Regions from separate parts of the Gossypium hirsutum genome. Here region 2 is linked to region 1. The links are chromatin contacts, called in public Hi-C maps. All regions are on one chromosome and are shown on one strand. The core of a region is the stretch at or near the end of the contact, and the rest is flanking DNA. Distances in the headings are between cores, read along the strand shown. Region 1 has its middle 7.8 kb from the start of LOC107888978. Region 2 has its middle 9.5 kb from the start of LOC107891814.

Region 1 (3,392 bases), core at 823-3,322:
AATAATTGGGTAAAAAAAAGTTATGAATTGTGTTTGGATCGTTTGTTATATTGTTAAGCGCAATAATTTGTTGTCGGATGTTATTATTTCCGATAGGGGACTTCGTCAAGGAGACCCCCTCTCCCCTTACTTGTTCTTATTCTATATGGAAGCACTCTCAAGAATGCTGCTTCATGCACAGAATAATAATGTCTTATGGGGAATCAGGGCCAGTACCAATGGCCCTAGGATTAACCACATTTTCTTTGTAGATGATGCCCTTATTTTTGTGAAAAATAAAAATTGTGATGTTGCTTTACTTAATATTTTAAAGGACTTTATTAATGTTTCAGTCAGGAGATAAATTTTAGTAAATCTATGGTTCTTTTTAGTCAAAACACTTCAAATAAGCAAAGGTAGAAAATTGGTGATTTATTAAGGATGGAAGTTGTGGAGAAATTGGATAACTATTTAGGACTCCCCCTGCCTATTGGTAAGAAAAAATCTTTAGCTTTTCAGGAGATTAACAATTGACTGTCTTGTAGAATAAAAAGCTGGACAAATAGGCTTTTGTCATTTTGAGGCAAAGATATTTTCATTAAGGCAATTCTCCAGTCTTTAGCAACATATGCAATGTCAGTTTTCCTTGCTCCCAAAGGTGTTATTGAATATATGCAAACAAAGATTAGCAGAGTATGGTGGTCCGGTAAAGATCGGTGTAGATTTTGGACAATGCCTTCTTGGAAGAATTTGTGTTATACGAAGGGTATGGGAAAGCTCGGATTTAGTGACATCCACTTTTTTAATTTAGCGCTTCATGGGAGGCAGGTCTGGAGGCTCATTAACAATAAAGATACTCTTTTTTATCAAGTGCTTAGCTACAAGTATTTTCCTACTTGGAATATTTTCAACTCTAAAAAACTCGACAGAGCTTCATTTACTTGGAGAAGTATTACTGCTGTAGCTAATGTCCTCAAGAATGGTTTTGGGTGGCAAGTGGGATGCGGTGATCGTATTAATATCCATACTGATAATTGAGGGGTGGAAGGCTTAAATGGGGAAGCTATTAAACCAAATCTATTGAACCATAATGAAAATAGTGTTACAGATCTTTGGCATGTTGAGAGTAGATGTTGGAATACCTGCAGAGTTTGGGAGCTTTATGGCCAAGACTTAGGGGAGAAAATCTGTAACTTACCAGTTGGGGATGAGAATCACAACGACAGAATGGTGTGGTTTCACAATTTGTTAGGAGAATATAATTCAAAGTCTACTTACTCCTAGCTTCTTTTGAAGCAAATTGGGTTTGGTCTTCATAGGTTTTTTTTGGAGAGCGATTTGGAAACTTGACACCCTTCCTAAGATTTGTGTTTTCATCTGGGGAGTGGGTAACGAAATCTTGCCTACTAATGTCAAAATTGCCTCTATTCATCATGGTTTTGATCAAACTTGTCATAGGTATGGTGCCGAATATGAGACCCTTGTTCATGCCCTTAAAGATTGTTCGAGTTTGGAGGCTACTCTAATGCTTGGCTGTTTGGATAGCAGCATTATTTCTAAGGAGTACGATTGATGTATCAACTGGCGGGAAGATTTATTGAGAATTCTTGACAAAAAGGCTATGACAGACTTTGTGACCATGTTGTAGAATTGCTGGAACAATAGAAACAACTGTGTTTTCAAAGGTAAAGAAGATGAAGCGAAGGATATTTGGAATAAGGCCAGTATGCTCAGCAAAGATTTTTTCATCCATAACCTATTAAAGGTGCCGATGTTATCAGCCCAGCTCGACGTAAGAAAATGGGTTAAACCTCCGAAAAACTGCATTAAAATTAACTTTGATGCTTCTACTGGTAATAACAGAACTGGATATGGGGATATTATTAGGAATGAATATGGTTTTTTTTGGATGACGGTGGAGGTTTTAAAGATGTGCAACTGTCGTTTGAGGAGGCTGAGTGGTATGCTTTTGATGAAAGCATTAAGATTGCAGGTCGACTCAATATTAAAGGTGATGTGCTATTTGAGTCGAATTGTGCAGGCTTGGTCAACAAAATAAATGCCCAGAAAAGGGACCTGATGATTATTGGTGAACGGATTAAGGATAGTCTTAAGGCCTTAGTTAACTTTTAGTCTGCTACTTGTGTTTGGGCTAGTCGGTAATGTGTGCAGATGCTTGCAATTGGTTCTTTGATATGGATTATCCTACAGAAATCCATAATGTTGTAATTAGTGATGCTATTTGAATAAATTCAAACCTAACTCTTGTGGTTGTTTTTTCCTCAAAAAAATAAAAGTGTAATTGTGGGACCTCTTCGACAAACCATTGCTCCCTTTATACAGCCTTCCCTGGCTGCAAGCTTCATCAAAAATGACAATCCTGCACTACAAATTAAAAATAGATATGGGCTTCAATGATCACCTTGACACAAACCCCTCATTAGACTGAACTGTTCGCCCCTCACCCCATTCAGACAAATCGAATATTTAGCTATCCTTAAACAATTTTTGATTAAAGACACAAAAGACTCTGCAAATCCCATTTTTTGCATCACTTTTTCCAAATAAAGCCACTCCACCCTGTCATATCCCTTACTCATATCCAGTTTTAGGGCTAAGCTTCCATTATTGCCTATTCCTCTTTGTTTTAATGAATGCATTAATTCATAAACCAGTAGAATATTGTCTACAATGAGTCTACCTGGAACAAATGCACTTTGGCCCTTATCAGTACATTTATCAAGAACTTGTTGCAGCCTATTTGCCACTGTCTTAACGATAATATTGTACATAACTGTACATAGACTAATAGGCCGAAAATTCTTGAGATTGGTAGGACTTGCTACTTTCGATATAAGTACAATATTTGTTAAATTAATGCCATCAATCGGCTTTCCATCGTTTAAAATCTTGAGACAGAAATCACCAACTTCTTTTCCAATAATATGCCAAAATCCTTGGAAAAATTAAGCTGGAAAGCCATCACATCTAGTTGCTTTTGTTGGTCCTATACTTTGAAGTGCTGAAAAAACTGTCACTGGTTTACTCAGCATAATATTCATAGAATTTAAGATGTGCATACTGATTCCTGACAATATGTATTCAAGATTACCAACACCTCCTAAAGAGAATATGTTTTCACAATATCATTTAGCCACCTCATCCATTGCTCTTCTATCAGAAACTAGCTAACCATGTTCATTCTCTAGTTCTTCAATTTTGTTAACTCTTCTTCTAAGGGAAGCGAAATTGTGGAAAAATTTTATATTTCTGTCTCCTTCTTTCAAACAATTCAGCCTTGCCCATTACTCCAAATATTTCTCTTCTTTATCAATTTTCAAATTTAAATGGACTTTAGCATTGATTAAGCCAGCCAAGTTTTTAGTTGTTCTTTCCATTCAGTCAAGGTCTTT
Region 2 (3,092 bases), core at 239-2,738, 58 kb after region 1:
TTATATGGATTTGTTGGTCTTGTGTTCAATTTTCAACTGATTTTTTTTAGTTGTTTCATTGGAAAGTTATATAAATTTATGAAAATATTTTTATAATAATATTAATTACCCTTTAAAGTAATGGTATTTTAATAATTTCACAACTAAATTAGTATCGAATTGACTCGTGACACCAACTCAATTAATCAATAGATATCACATTTATTTATGTACTAGATTATAGTGTTGTGTGGCAAGTCCATTTCTCATCAGTGTAGGGTTTTCATATCGATCATGAAACAATGCACTGTGGCTAAATTTGGTTTGGCCTAATTACAAGATATAGCATGGTATATAGTATGATATAAAATGCAAAAGTGTGGGTAGGACCAAATCAGCGTCATGTTGTGCTTAAATTCAACTTTGCCATCTTTGAATTTTATCAATGCCTTTTGACTTAAAAGTATATATATTTGATAGTCCATATTTAGTTGCTCATATCTTCTTTTTGACAGACCCTCTTAATTGGCCTGTTTGATAAAGTTTTGATTTCAAAGCATCTGATACACCAAGTTTATGTACTTGCCCACTTTCTCTGGCTGAAAGAGATTTTTATTTCCAGAATGGTTAATTTACTTGATGGGTCCCTGTAATCCTTTATCTATAAAAGTGAACCTTTACTTTTGAAACAAATAGATAAAACTGTAAATGGCAATAAGATCGAATGTTAAAAATGTTGATTTGGTGTGTTTTAAAGTGACTTTTTTTATAATAATAATAATAAGCAAGCTACTGAGTCCTTGTTGCGTTTTAAAAAATATTGAATTTTGATTTTCTTTTCATGTTACTTTAAAATATGATAATAGTCATCTCCTTGCTTCAAATTAAATGTATAAAGATTAAATTGCTCGTTTTTATAATAGAGGGATTAATTTACTCAGGAAAAATTGGCGGTAATAATGACAAATAACATTAAAAATCTATGCTTCAATTGATTTAATATGTGCCATAAAATCGAAGAAAAGTAAAAAAAAAAAGATGGGTCAAATTCGATGAAAAATGGTTTAAACTAGATTTAAGTTTAAATAATTAATTTTGTTGTTAATAGTTTACAAATGAATGTTTATGTTATTATTTAAAGAAAATTATTGGATATATTGTCAATGGAGTTTTTAGACTTTTCAAGTAAGATTAGAGGTATAATAAAATATTTTTTTTAAAAAAACACATGTTTATTTTTTTTAAGTTGCTTGTGGAATAAATAAGATACATTGTGAGTGTAATAAATATTTACCCGTTATTTGTATTTTTCATTTTTATGAAATTTTAACATTTTTTACTATTAAATTAATTAAATAGAATATTGGTAGAAAATCTAACCAAGAAGGTAACGATATGTTGGTTCCATCTTTATTCTTTCCAATTAGCATATATAAAGCTTAACGAGTTGGGTTCCATTTGATTATTTGGCCCATGTAAATCAGCCCAAGTTATCATTCAGCCTTATTTATGCTCTCTATTATATAAATACATACATACACACAGGGATGAACCAGATCCATGAGGCCGATAAATAGAACCCAATGACTCCAACTCCTTTAATTTAACTTTTCAAATTGGACCGATGATCATACCCATAAATTAGACTCCTGAATTACATCAGTAAACTACGGCTCTTGAATTGGATTCATAAACAACTTGATTGCTCCATTTTTGACTAGATGAAGTTGTTTAATTACTTCTTGATATTAGAGGGTTTGATTGGAAATTTTCACCAAAACTAAACTATATATATATATTAAATCTCAAGCCTCAGCATAGTATAAGGGTTAAAACAAAATTTAACCATTATCTTATAATGTAAAAAATAAAACAAGGAAATTTAAGAAATAATAATCACGTATTTATCTCTAAAACTATTAGTACATTCAAATTACATATACTTATGTAATATTTTAATAAAAAATTAATAATATTAACTATTTTAACTAATTAATAACATTATAAAAATATAATCATCAAATAAAGTAAAATTCAAGGCTAATGGAAAGGTCAAAATTGAATTTTAACAACATTTCTCTAATGCGAAGAAGAAGAATGTAACCACGTGCCAATAGAAGGAAGGTCCTTGGGCCTTCCTTTTTTATATATATAGGTATATAGAGATTATTTCATCCACCTTATTAAAAAAGAAATAATATTTACAAAAATGACACTGATTTAAAAATATTTACTTAAATGATCTAAAATAAATAATAAAATTGGGTTATAGGAACTAGATGGCCAGCACCACTATTTTTTATTAAAAAAATAAATTTTTGAGATTTTGGACGTTAGATGACCGGCACTCATATTTTTTTTCAAAAATTTTTTTTGGAATACTGGCACACTGATGGCTGGCACCCCTTTATCTAGTTAAAAAAATTTATTTTTTGGAGTATGTGGTGCCAACCAGCAAATAGCCAAAGTCACTCAACAAAAAGGATGGAATTATTGCAACATTAACCCCTCCTTATTTTCTTATCTTTTTTATTTCCCAAATTGAGTGTGGAAAGTAAAGAGATACATATGAAAATACAGAAACTAGGAAGAGTTAAAATTATTTAAAATCTTACTAAGCTAGAGATGATATGTATAAGTGATGCTGTGGATTTATTCACATTATAAATTGATGAATATAGCTTCATGAGTATTGTCTAAACCACACGGCTTGGCCACATAGCCACGTGACCCCTGCAGTGTTGAAAAATTTTAAATATTTTTGAAAAAATTTTCGAGTTTTCGATTAAGTCCCAATATATATTTTGAGCCTCGGTGGCTCACATAAGGGATCGGTCATAAGCATACTATACCATTATAACCACAAGCTAGTGCAGTTGAACATAACTCTTTTCAATTAATCATATGATAAGTCATTTGATAAGATATTGCGTAACTTAAAACTTGCCACTCTCTCACGATCACAAGTATATTTTCATTTGAGCACTTGCCTTTTCAACACATCATATAAATAAACATATTACCATTTAACCAATTGCTTGGCACTTGTCTAAGCATCAACAGTAACACTTGTTAGCATACTTAAACATATTCATATAAATTCAACATAGATA

Evidence for each region. Hi-C and Micro-C count contacts between places; a contact is called where the count stands out from the background.
Region 2: a contact with region 1 is called in a Hi-C map of hypocotyl, with 2.6 times the contacts expected there. The contact joins two enhancer-like sites. A contact is called at or near these places in 14 of 34 Hi-C or Micro-C datasets (callus, fibers, hypocotyl and 2 more).

Annotation. Positions count from the first base shown.
Region 1 is chrA09:59,242,454-59,245,845 of Gossypium_hirsutum_v2.1, forward strand. No RefSeq gene overlaps it. Among protein-coding and RNA genes, the nearest start is that of LOC107888978, 7.8 kb to the left of the region's middle. Within about 2 kb of position 2,073, at least 8 of the 9 cell types and tissues checked have an H3K27ac peak or open chromatin away from gene starts, as enhancers often do. A contact at or near this core is called in hypocotyl, where this site is marked.
Region 2 is chrA09:59,300,758-59,303,849 of Gossypium_hirsutum_v2.1, forward strand. No RefSeq gene overlaps it. Among protein-coding and RNA genes, the nearest start is that of LOC107891814, 9.5 kb to the right of the region's middle. Within about 2 kb of position 1,489, at least 3 of the 9 cell types and tissues checked have an H3K27ac peak or open chromatin away from gene starts, as enhancers often do. A contact at or near this core is called in hypocotyl, where this site is marked.